Regions from separate parts of the Mus musculus genome. Here region 1 is linked to region 2. Evidence: chromatin contacts called from public Hi-C data. All regions are on one chromosome and are shown on one strand. The core of a region is the stretch at or near the end of the contact, and the rest is flanking DNA. Distances in the headings are between cores, read along the strand shown.

What was found. Hi-C and Micro-C count contacts between places; a contact is called where the count stands out from the background.
Region 1: a Hi-C map of bone marrow shows a contact between it and region 2, with 3 times the contacts expected there. The contact joins two enhancer-like sites. A contact is called at or near these places in 11 of 39 promoter capture datasets (the 3T3-L1 cell line, 3T3-L1-derived adipocytes, cranial neural crest and 8 more), 2 of 15 datasets of contacts at CTCF or cohesin (CD8 T cells and large pre-B cells), 18 of 484 Hi-C or Micro-C datasets (B cells, CD4 T cells, CD8 central memory T cells and 10 more) and 17 of 115 datasets of contacts at active chromatin or transcription factors (the 230-238 cell line, CD8 T cells, the HPC-7 cell line and 12 more).

Annotation. Positions count from the first base shown.
Region 1 is chr2:3,728,766-3,735,159 of GRCm38.p6, forward strand. All of the region lies in intron 1 of Fam107b (family with sequence similarity 107, member B), which reads left to right. Among named protein-coding and RNA genes, the nearest start is that of Fam107b, 19 kb to the left of the region's middle. Within about 2 kb of position 3,061, at least 86 of the 459 cell types and tissues checked have an H3K27ac peak or open chromatin away from gene starts, as enhancers often do. A contact at or near this core is called in B cells, CD8 T cells, CD8 central memory T cells and 8 more, where this site is marked.
Region 2 is chr2:3,653,720-3,659,867 of GRCm38.p6, forward strand. The region is part of intron 2 of LOC108168726; the gene reads left to right. Among named protein-coding and RNA genes, the nearest start is that of Fam107b, 57 kb to the right of the region's middle. Within about 2 kb of position 4,367, at least 203 of the 459 cell types and tissues checked have an H3K27ac peak or open chromatin away from gene starts, as enhancers often do. A contact at or near this core is called in B cells, CD8 T cells, CD8 central memory T cells and 8 more, where this site is marked.

The DNA of each region.
Region 1 (6,394 bases), core at 1,811-4,310, 74 kb after region 2:
CCCATGGCCTGCTCAGCTTTTCTCCTCCCCCAATAACCCAGGACCACCCACAGGGAGCTGAGCCTTCAACCATGAATCAAGAAAATGTCCTGCCAGGCAGTGGTGGCATATGCCTTTAATCCCAGCACTTGGGAGGCAGAGGCAGGCGGAATTCTGAGTTCAAGGCCAGCCTGGTCTACAGAGTGAGTTCCCTAACAGCCAGGGCTACACAGAAAAACCCTGCCATGAAAAACCAAAAAAAAAAAAAAAAAAAAAAAAAGAAAGAAAGAAAGAAAGAAAGAAAGAAAAAGAAAAAAGAAACTGGCCCACAGCAGGCTGGCCCACAGCCTGATCTCATGTTCTTAGTTGAGGTTCTCTCCTCTTAGATGATGTTAGCTTGTGTGACATAAATCTCTCCAGCATAAAAGCTAATTGAAGAATGGAGGGGACACCTCTCGGCATAAAAGTGTGGGTGGCTGTTAGTTTGGGCTGCTAGATGTTGAGTGTCTTAAGTGACCATCATTCCCTTCTTATTTAGAGGCAGAGAATGCCAGGATGAAGGCACTGTCAGGGTCAGAGTTAGGAAGGGCCTGCATTCAGGTTTATGGATACTTCTTGCTATATCCTGACATGGCAGAGAGGAAAAGTAAAACACTTTTCTTCATCCCTTCTCCAAGGGTGTGAATTCATCACAAGGGCTCGACTCTGCATTTCCTTCACAATGTCCCACTTCCAAATACTATGGCATTTTGGCTTAGGGTTCAAAAGGATAGATTTAGGAGTGACACAAGAGACGATCTGTGGTGTAACCAAAGCGATCAGTGGTTTACACTCCAAGGGAAGGTGGCAAGGTTGGTTCTGAGATACAAGGAGGTGTTCTGCAGAGAAGGGAGGTCTTCAGGGGTCCAGGATGGATGTGGAGGTGAAGGGTTGGGAGTGGGAATGGGAGAAGGAACAGTGTTGGTAGAGGTCAGGAATCTAGCACATAACCAACCAGAACTGGTCACCCAAAGCCAGGAGAGCACTGAAGCTGAGAGGTGACCTTGTCTAGGGTGTTTGCTGTTTCTCACAGGCCTGCTACTTGAGAAGTGTTTGCTGGTTGAGAGTAGCACTATGCTCAAGCAAGTGAGATCCAGGGTCCCGTGTTAGTGGCAGGCGGAGAGCAGGAAAGAAACTAGCACAGGGTCAGTATTTGTCCAGGCTTGAGTGATTAGTCCAGGTATTGTTAGTAACAGCGTCTTTGTGCACTCTTAAAGCAGTGATGTGAATGTAGTTGTTAAATACAGACACCCAGCGTGCATGCACATGGTTGCAGAGAGATACTCATTGCGTGTGTGAGTGAAGATTTGTCCCACAGGGGCTTCTGTGGTGTGTTGACCGTCATTGGAGAGACCTGGTTGTTCTCTTTGCATATTTACTGTTTGAATTCTAAAAGACACTGTGCCTTGTGGTTCCCTGAGCTCTCTTCTCTGGGTTTGTTTTAGATGACTGTCTGTTTGCTCAGCTAATATGGAAACTTGAGTCCAGCATATTGCCATGATATCTGTTATTGTAGCTCTTCTGGATTCTCTTAGGAGACAGTGGTCTTTTCTGGGAGCTCCTAGGAGCTTAGTAAACCCCTTAAGACATAGCTGGCTAGGACTGTATAGAAAAGGAGGCAGGGGAATGCAGAAGAAGAAGGAGAGGACGCTGAGTTCTTTTACTTTCCAGCCTGGTGAGAATTGGTTTGGGAAGCCTTATTTTCCTTGACTTCTGGGAAGGTAGGGGTGAGGGAGTGAGGTCAGCGGGAGGAGTCTGGGGTCCTCAGAGTTGCTTCTTCAGGCAGAAAGTGCCCCAGGCTTATGGTACTTGTGGTGCTTCAAGAGTGAGGTTTTTATTTGAGCCGTTTTATTTGAAGGCTACCATATGTAGATTATTACCATGCCCGAGGTGTCTTTGTTTGTGGTGCAAGGGGATGGAAGACCCTGGGTCCTGAACGCTGTGGGATGGGAAAGCGTTCCCATGGGACATGCCTTTCCCACCGTGGGGTTGTTCCTGTGCTCACTTGATTATGCATTGAGGTTTTCCAGGTCTGGCTAGAAACAGGAATCTGTTGTTCCAATCTTTGAGTCCCCTGTAGGGCTTTCCTGCTTCCTGAAGTTGGGCTCCTGACACTGATGTGGCTGTACTCAGGCGGATGTGGGGTTATCTCCACGGGGGCTGAGTGCGCTTCAGAACGCCCTGTCTAGCTCACTCCCCTCAGCTGGTGCTTGTCGGAAGCTGAGATCTGCAGGAGTAGCTGGGAATTCCTTTATAAGGCGGTGTCTCCTTTTGTGTTTCTATCATTTTTGTTTCACGCATCCTGAGTCCGTTTCCCTAAGGGCCGTGACACCAGCAGGCCTCAGGGAGAAAGCCTCATCGTGCTCTTTGAATGGCATCTCAACCATAGCATCCAAGCTTGGCTCCTAAAAGTGTCCCACAGGGCTGAAATTCAGAAGGTCTTCTTAGCAAGAGATGGACTTGGGTTTCTTTTCCTTCCCTCTGTAGCTGCTTCTAGCTGAACTTTTCCTTTTTCCTCCATCTGCTTGATAACTGCAAGTGAGTCTCCCGTCTCCACCCACCCTATCTTGATGATTTGGGTGGAGTGGTGTGTCCCTTTTTAAAAAACAAAGCAAGACAAAAACAAAACCCTTAAAACACACTAAAACCCAGAAGGGCAGCTGGGGAGTCGGTAGTGTGTGCTCAGAAGGTGCACCCGTATCCTGTTGTCAGAGCTCTGCGGTCTGTCCCGTGGTTCTGCACTGCATGCCCCTTATTAGTAACAGGTAGACGCCCTGCAGTCTGGGGTGCATATATCTGGATCTTAGTGAGACCCCAGCTCTCGTTAGCCAAGGGGTCTATCCTCACTTCTTTTCTCTTTCCAGTGCTTTAAGTTAAGACACGGTGTGAGAGGATGGAATTCCACTGTTTGGGTCCACCTTCTGTGTCTGCAGTTCACCAGGCAAGTAAAGTATCTATCTGCCTGAGTTTGTTTCCTTGCGAGTAGAATAGGAATGGTGCCCTTGAGTGGGTTCACAGCAGTGCAGTCACTTGCCCCATGTGCCCGTGTAGAGAAAGCACTCAGTAAGACAGCTGGCAACATTGCAGGTGCTTGGCACTGAGAGCATGTACCACAAAGCTCTGTTCTTGAACATAGGCTTGCCCGCGTGTTTACTTTCTAGTCATGTCCGAGTGAGCCTTCTGGAAACGTTACATGCATTTATGGGGACAGCACAGCTAAGGCACTTTGAAGCTGAGTGGTGTGTCCAATCGACCCACCCCTCCACATCCAGATTCAATATTCACAGGATAATAACAGTGTTATTAATTTCGAGGACAGAGGTTTATTCTAGTGTCCCACAACCAGAAGAGTCACAAAGGATCCGCCAGCACTAAGCTAGAATTGAAATGGCCAACCTGGACAGACATCTGCTGCAATTGTAAACAGTATGGAACCTTACAGTATGTCTTATACCAAATGGACATCATTTTAAAACACTTGGCTGGTGTGGAAACCTTCAGGGATGCAGGAAGTAGGCGTCCCAGGCACGTCTAGGTGTCTGTATAAGGCTGCATCAAAAGGGATGTCTCTAGACATTTTCTAGAAGAGTTGGTTTCTAGTGGTCTGAGGCTAGACCTGAGGTCTCCACGTATAAGGGTGAGTCCAAGTCTGGTCTTGCTGCTGCTCTGTCCTTGGCCTGGTTTCCACTAATGTCCCTTCTTGTACTTGCCTAGGCCTTTCCTGTTCCCTAGCTACCTCTCTGGAAAGGCCTGCAGAGGCCTTGGTCCCTCTTCACCTGCTTTGTTTCCCGTCCTCAAAGCTTATCAGGTACATTGTAGACAGTGTGTGTGTGCTTGTTATTGCTGGCCCTTCCATCTTGTACGAGCTTGCTCTGTGCACACAGGCATGTGGTGTGTTTGTCCTTAATTTACTGGAGCCTAAGGTGTCCTTCAGCCTGGGGAACCTCCTCTCAGGCTAGCTAAAGTAGCAGGACATGGGCTCTCTAGCTCTTCATCCCTGAGGATGGCTGAATACTCCTCTGTCTCAGTGAGTTTGCAGACGGAAAGGATATTTGGGGAGATTCTGCAGAATACGTTATTTTGAGATCCATCTTGGTCTGAAGTTAAGATTCTGGGAGAAGTGAATTGAAAGCCAGGCATAATCTATGCCTTTGGCCTTTAACAGCTTTTTTAAAAATAGAAATTAGGAAAGTAGCCATGTGTTCATTGTACTTGCATTTGTGTGTGGATGAATGAAGGATATTGTCTGCACTGTTGCTCTTTGTTCTTTAGCTAAGCCATGTGGGAAATGGCTTCTACACCCGTGTGCTAGGAGTTTTTTTCCTTTCCCTAGAGAAAAATTGGATGCTATTTTTTTTTCTTGCAAATGAAAAATATGTAACTTTTTGGTTCTGGACACCAGGAAGCAGGTAATTCAGTTAACTTTCAGACCTGGAAATTACATTATTCCTGACCCACTTTGTGTATTGGATCCTTTGACTTTCTAATTCTACTTTATTTATGTACTTGTATAGCTAACTTAATTTATATGTACAACTCAACATTTATAGTGCCATTAGTTTTCTTGAAAAAATGGCAAAACATTTAAAATAATTTTATGTTCTTACATGGGACACTGAGGATGGTCCTTCTGTCTCTCTCTTTCTTTCTTCCTTTCTTTCTTTCTTTCTTTCTTTCTTTCTTTCTTTCTTTCTTTCTTTCTTTCTTTTCCTTCCTTCCTTCCTTCCTTCCTTCCTTCCTCCCTCCCCTCCCCCCTCCCTCCCTCCTTCCCTCCCTCCCTCCTCCCTCCTTCCCTTCTCTCTCTCTTCCTTTCTTTCTTTCTTTCTTTCTTTCTTTCTTTCTTTCTTTCTTTCTTTCTTCCTTCCTTCCTTCCTTCCTTCCTTTCTCTCTTTCTCTCTTTCTCTCTTTCTCTCTTTCTCTCTTTCTCTCTTTCTCTCTTTCTCTCTTTCTCTCTTTCTCTCTCTCTTTCTCTCTTTCTCTCTCTCTCTCTCTCTCTCTCTCTCTCTCTCTTTCTCTCTCTCTTTCTCTCTCTCTTTCTCTCTCTCTTTCTCTCTCTCTTTCTCTCTCTCTTTCTCTCTCTCTTTCTCTCTCTCTTTCTCTCTTTCTCTCTCTCTTTCTCTCTCTCTTTCTCTCTCTCTTTCTCTCTTCCTTTCTTTCGGTGTAGATGGTATATAAAATGTGTGTATGTCTGTGTGTGCACATGTGTTTATGTGGGCAAATGTGCAGCACAGTGCCCATGTGGAGGTCAGGGAACAACCTTGGGGTTACTTGTTGAAGACAGGCTCCCATTGTCTCTAATGTGTATTCCAGGCTAGCTGGTTTTAGGTTTCAGAGGATTCTCTGCCATCTTGTCGGTGGATCACTGGGACAGACATAAACAGAATAGGGCAGAACTGCAGGTGGGCATAGCCGTCAGAGCCCATTCCTAATGACCTCCTAGCCTCAGCTTTATATGTATGCTAAGGATTCACACTGAACTGAGCCATCTCTCAAGCCCTGCAGCCAAATTTCTTTTGGAGTGAGACCACCTGACCCAGAGCCTTGCCCATGCTGAGTTATATCCCTACTCCTTAATGTTTTGCTATAAGGTATTGAATTAATAATTAGTTAATAAACCCAATGCAGGGTTGCTTCCCACCTCAGTGGTTGATGTTCTGGAACAAAACACACACACACACACACACACACACACACACACACACACACACAGACACACACACACACACACACACACACACACACACACACACACACACACAGCCTTTACATTTTAACATGCCCTAAGCAGAACAATAGCTGCTTAACTGCCTAGCCTCCGTGCTGCTAGACTCTACCTCCCTCAGATAATCCCGAGTTACTACTTACTAGTTTCTGTCTTCCATCTTGGCTGCTCTTAACTCCAATTTGTCAGCCTTCTGGGCCACGTTTTCTTAAAGCAGAGTCTGGGGTGCTCTCCTGGCTTCTATACCCCATGGCAGCCTCTGTGTCTCCTCTCTCCTAAGGTGTGGTAGATCTCCTTCCTCTTCTCCTGGTCCGTAAAATCCTGCCTCTGTCTGTCCTCTCCAGCTATTGGCTGCTGGCATCTTTATTTACCATTCAGAACCAACTGGGGGCAGGTTCCCAGAAGCTATACAAACCCTCTTGTGCAAACAGGTTTTTTGGGGGGGCGGGAATAATTAGCATTTGTAATATAAGCATGTAATTAAGGTAATGATGTATGTATGTATGTATGTATGTATGTTAACCTGAAACATTTGATCCTCCTGTTTCAGTCTCCCAAGTACTGGGATTAGCTCAACTTGAATTTAAAATTATGTTGCTGCTGTGTGTTTTACATCAGAGAGAGGGTCTGGAATACAGAACGCCTGTGTTTGCA
Region 2 (6,148 bases), core at 3,117-5,616:
TGATATCTACTTGGAGATCAGACCTTTTCTTGGACTGATGACCTAATCCTTAGGTGTCTGTTACTATATCTGGCCTTGAGATCTATAGTCTATATGTGTAGGGGCCGCCTGGGAAGCAATGGCAGTTCTGTGTGTGTGTGTGTGTGTGTGTGTGTGTGTTTAATCCTAATTACTGTCATTGTTCTCTGTTTTCAACAGTGCTTATGCTCACTTGAAGGGTTTCTTGACTGTAGTAGACAGAACCCCAGTGCCTACCTAGAAGCAGGTGTCATTTCCCTGAGCTTCCATGGACATCTAGCTAGCACACAGGTGTCCCCTTATATAATATCTGTTTCTCAGAGATGCATTGCTCAGTGCTATCCACTGCTGCTCCCTTTCAGCAAGGGGAACATGGAGCGGGGCTTGCAGGTAGATAACTGATTACTCTTACCTCCAGCCAGCTCTTCTTATGCCCCTTCCTCTTTGCTGGTCTTTCTCCCAGTATACTTAGCCACCACATGATCATCAACATCTTGAAACTAGAGCAGCTGGGAGCACATCAGTGTGGTGTAGTCTTCTCACAAGACCCTCTCTTGTGGGAACATATATGCTCCTCAGAGTAGAAAGGAGACCACGAGAGGAGAAACTCTTAAGGAAGAAAGGGAAAGAGAGGGTAATTGAGTCCATGCCATGTTAACCTGGAAGCGGAGAGTGTCTTCGAGAAGAAAGAAACAAGCCAGAGAAAGGCAGAGAGCCTAAGGCGAAAGGCAACAGAGGGCAGGGACAAAGGAGAACAAAGAGAACAAAGCATAATGAGCCACGTGTATGGAGATGCCGCAATGAAACACATAGGCTGGCTTAAAAATTAATAAATAAATACATCCCCTTGTTGAAGGATGGAGGGCACATGATGCCCCTCCACAACACTTAGCAAGGTGGGTAGACTCTTACTTAGGTTTCCTATCATTGCCCATATGCTGACCATGCTTTTGTGAATCCCCATTCCCCTGCTTCTGTAAGCAATTCCAACTAAACTCACTGGTTCACCAAGCTTGCCTGGAACAGAGTCTTTTGCTGGTGCCTTATTTCTGAAGCACAACCACATATCACCTCCTCCTCCTCAGTGTTTGGCTCCTAGCTTTTTGAACAGCAAAGGGTGGGCTGTCAGGCACACAGCCATTACTACAGTGGGATTTTAAATTTCAAAATTACCCAGAGAATGAAAACCTATGGAAGCTATTTTTAATATCAGCACATAGGCAAAGAAGGGTGGGTGGAATGGAGGGTGAGTAGGGGAGACACTGTTGGAGGTAATTCTGTCACGTGGCCATACCTTTCTTTACCCCAGCACAGGAATACCAAAATTCACGGACAAACACACCAAAGGCTCCATTAGGCTGTGTGCTTCCTGAGAGCAGTGGACTGTGTCTTAGTTAGGGTTTCATCGCTATGAAGGAACACCATGACCATGAAAACTCTTACAAAAGAAAACATTTAACTGGGGCTCTGCTTAGAGTTTCAGAGGAATATTCCATTGTCACCATGGCAGGAAGTATGGCAACATTGATGCAGACATGGAGCTTGAGGAGCCGAGGGTTTTACATCTTCATCTGCAGGCTGCAGAAGGGGACCATGTGCCACAGTAGGGCAAGTAGCACAAACATATGAGGACTCAAAGCCTGCTCCCACAGTGACGCACTTTCTCCAACAAGGCCACACCTACTTCAACAAGGCCACACCTCCTAATACTGCCACTCCCCGTGGGCCAAGTACCACACACACACATACACATACACACACACACACACACACACGGACACGGACACGGACACGGACACGGACACAAGAGTCTGTGGGAGTCAAAGCCATTCAAACCACTGCAGACTGCATCGGTTCAAAGATGAAGCCAGAGCCAAGGGAGATTGAGCTCAGTGAGCAAAGTGTTTGCTGTGCAAGCTTGAGGACCTGAGTTTGAATGCCCACACCTACACCAACGGCCAGCATGCCAGCAAGTGTCAGTTGGAAGCTGAGCCAAGCATATCTCATGGGCTGGTTGGTCATCCAGCCCAGCTGAAATGGCCAGTTCTAAGTTCTCTGCAAGACTCCATCTCAAAAAAATGAAGTAGACAAGTTGTCAATGCAGACCTACTGATGTCAACCTCTAGCTTGCACTGCCCCCCCCCAATCCCTCACAACATGGGCAAGCACACTCACTTCACACAAATACGCCCCTCACATGCTTGCATGCACATAACTTTTAAAAAGAAGGGAAAAATGAAGTCAGATTCTCCGTGGGAAGGTGAAATTTCAAAGATGCATCACATCTATTAGACAGAGTACTCAGTGTGAAAATAAAGGGAAGGATGTAAGATCGGGCTTACAAATGCACTGGGAAGAGAAAGACTGAGACTCTGGTTTTGTGAATAATCACAGCATGTCAGTGGAGGCTTTGTGAGTGGAAATACTCCACACTTATGCTCTTCTGTGCTGTAGTCAAGACTGTGTTGTTTAATAGACAGCAGGACAGAGCTACCTTACTAATAGTGACAAGAAGGGGGCCCAATGCCAAACAGAACCATTTGTCAGCACAAAGGTGCATCCTGAAGCTTGGCAGCCTGGTAAGCCCATAACTGGAAACAGCCGAAAACAGGGACAAACCTGCATATGTCTTGTTTTCTGAGAACAACCCCACTTCTCAGAAACTTCTATGCTCGAGGCCCTCTCTGACTATAATAATCAGGGTGGAGAAACAGAGCCACTAGGCTATAGATTAAGAGATGTTTGACGAGGGACTGGCTAATATAGCCTGCGCTCTGTCACTGTGAACTTCAGCCCCAGGAAAGCTGGTAGTATAACTCTAAGTCTGAAGGCCTGAGACCAAAGGAGCCACTGGTGTCAAATCGTAACCCAAGGTCAATGGAAGAGTTTTCACACTGCCTCAGTTCTTCTCGCCTCGATGTCGAAACACCTCATCTAAAAATGTTCATGGAAGAACTGTTGCCTCTGGCTGGGTTTCAGAGGGTCTGGTTTGTGACTGATTGGCCCCACACACTCGAGCAGAACCTCATCCTGGTAGAATTATGTGGCAGAGGACCTTCTGTCAGGGTGAAGAAGAAGAGAAGGAGGAAGAGGAGGAAAAGGAGGAAAAGGAGGAAGGAGGGAGGAAGGGGGAGGAGGATGAATAGGAGAGAAGAGGGGGAGGAATAGGAGCAAAGAAGGAGAAGGAGGAAGAGCAGAAGGAGGAGAGAAGCATTGACTAAGATGTAATCCTTTCTACAGACTGTGCCTCACTTCCTCCAACCCATCCCTACCGTCTAAAGTTTTCATAACTTCCCCAAATATCACCGCCAGCTGGGGACCAAGTGTTTAAGACAAGTACCCGTGTAAGCCATATTCAAATCTCAACACCCAACCCGAGCAAACAAGCTTCTCCTCTGGCTTCATTCCGACTCTCTATAGCATAGATGATTTTTCCCACTTCACAGGTAGACGGCTTTACTGAGAGCCCTCCTTCCTAATACTCACCTTCTGGAAACATCCTGACATAAATACCTAAAATTAGCCTGTGCGCCTTGGGCCTGGTCAAGTTCACCCATAGAATGAACACTTTCCCCAGGGTAGGTTCCTTTCCTATTAGCCTGTCCATGGAACGTGTTCCTTCCTCTGAGTCCTCTATGCTCATCTTACATTTTATTTTAGAAAGCAACTCTTTGGGTTTATGTATGTATTTGTTTTATGTGCATATGTGTGTGCCTGCATGCATATACGTGCACTCCCTGTGTGTTAGACCCTGAAGAGGTCAGAAGGTGTTAGATCCTTTTGAAATGGGGTTACAGGTGTTTGTGAGTAGTCGTGTGGGGGCTGGGAACTGATCCCAGGGCCATGAGTAATAAGTGTTCTAAACCAGTGAGTCATTCGTCACCCCTCTTTCCCAGTACCCGGGGGCATAGTGGGGTAGAGGTCTGGGGGTGGGGGTGGGGGTGAGAAATAGGAGAGAGACAGAGACAGAGGCAGAGAGGGAATTTTACTTATCGAATTAAACTTGTATCCAGATCTCAACTACTTCTGGTCAGTGTTGCAAAGATTCCCAGGGTCAGCCGTGTAACTTAGAGCTACCAAGCAACTGTGGAGTTTAGCGAGTACACCCTCTTTTTGCCAAGGGTCCCCTGGGGCTGATTGGGATCCAGCAAATTTTCAGAATTGGCAGGGTGACACAGTTTAGGCAAGTTTTCACTTCCTGTGGTTTGTAGGTTACTTAAGTGTGAAGTAACAAACCTCAAACGGTTAAAATTCTCCAACCGAAAATGGTCACAGTGAGCACAAGGAGACAAAGCTCTGTGGTGTTTGTAGCCTGGGAGGAAGTGAGACCAAGGCTTGGCGAGCAGAACCTGGTTTTTCCATACATGAAGCTAGCCCTGGGGGAGGGCCATCTGGGCAGCGGTTAGAGTCAGGCCTTCTGCCTGGGTAAAGATAGCAAGGCATGTTTGTTCACACAAATAAAATGTCAGGTTCTCTTTTTGCCTCCTCTTCCCTCCCTCTATTCCCCTCCCATTTCCCCCTCCTACCTCCCCCTCTGCCTCTGCCTCCGCCTCCGCCTCCCCTCCCCCTCTCCTCCCTCTGTGTGTGTGTGTGTGCATGTATATTTACATGCGTGTGTGGTATATGTGGAGTCTGGAGGATGGCAGGGAGTGCCTTCCTCAGTGACTCTCCTACTTACACAGTGAGGCAGGGGCTTTTGATTGAAGCCACCAGAGCTTGCCTGGTCTAGCTAGACAGCTGGCTCCATGGTTCCCTTGTCTCTGCCTCCCTAGTACATAAGTAGGCCACCAGGCTAGGCTTTCTGTTTACATGTATGCTCTGGGCCTGACCTCTTGTCCTTTACATATGTGTAGCCAACACTTTACCTACTGAGTCTCTCCTCATGCCCATGGAGCCGCCTCCCCAGCGGAGCTTTTCTGCGTTCCTTGTAGAACAGTCTAAAGTGAGCCCTCCACTAAAATAAGCTATCTGAAACACACATGCCCTTTGATGGCACAAATGATTCATGTGTCGCCCACCCAGAGTCTCCCCAGGCTCTGGCCAGAGAGTAGATAATTACTCACACACCAAGGTGAGGGGAAAGACAGGTAAAGTGGCAGAGGTGACTCCAGCTATTTGGGAGGCTGAGGAAATAGGAACTCATAGTCAAAAGCTACATAGGCTACAGGGTGAGTTCAAGGGCAGCTGGGCAACTTAGTGAGGCTGGAGAGCCGAGTTTTAAATAGAGTTAAAGGGGGGGAGGAGGTTATAGCTTAGTAGCAGCCCAGCTGCTTAGCTAGTGCTCTTGGGTGTGCAAGGCTCCCGCTTTAATCCCCAGGACTAGGAGGGAGGGTTAGGCGAACCTTTTACAAGAGGTTTTACTGGGATTAGTGGTGAGTTTCTAGGGAAATCTGCCTGCTCCCCACTCCTTCATCCATAAGACTCTTAGGTTTGCATGGATTGTGACGTCACTGCACACCAGCACTGTGTTCTCCCTGGGCTTCTCTATGCCACCTTCATTTGTTACAAGCAAGGGGAGAGGGAGAAAGAGAGGGAGGGGGAGGAAGGGAGAAGGAGAGAGAGAGAGTAAGAGAGGAGAGAGGAGAGGGGGAGGGGAGGGGAGGGGGAGGGGGAGAAAGAGAGGGGAGGGAGGAAAGGAGAGAGGAGAGAGACCAGAACAATCCTTTAATACAGTGAGCCAGGCTTGTACGTGGCTATTGCCAGGTTGGGCGGAGTGCTAAAACATGCCAAACATCCTGAATGAAACCTGGGTCATAGCAGGTGCTTAGTAGGTATCTGGATGAGGTAGGGATGTTTGTCTAGTCTCTTAAACTATTAGTTCAGGTGGGTGAGCCAGAAACCAAACGCTTTATCTTCTGTTTGTTGTTTTCCTTCCGCTTCCCACACAATGCCTGGAATGTGTAAGAACTCACTGAATCATGAACCAGGGACTGAGTCAATTAGAGTGATGTAAAGACTTTTGCTCATTTGGGGATTCTGTAAACAAGAAGTTACTCAGGGTGCTCCATAGGATGTCAGAGCTGAGTCAGACTCGGATCCTGCCTCCAGGAAACCAAATGTTTCCTTTATCTCTAGTTTACTGTCTTTCCATGTGCTTAAACCTAGGGCAGTTTCTGAGGCCTTTTACTAG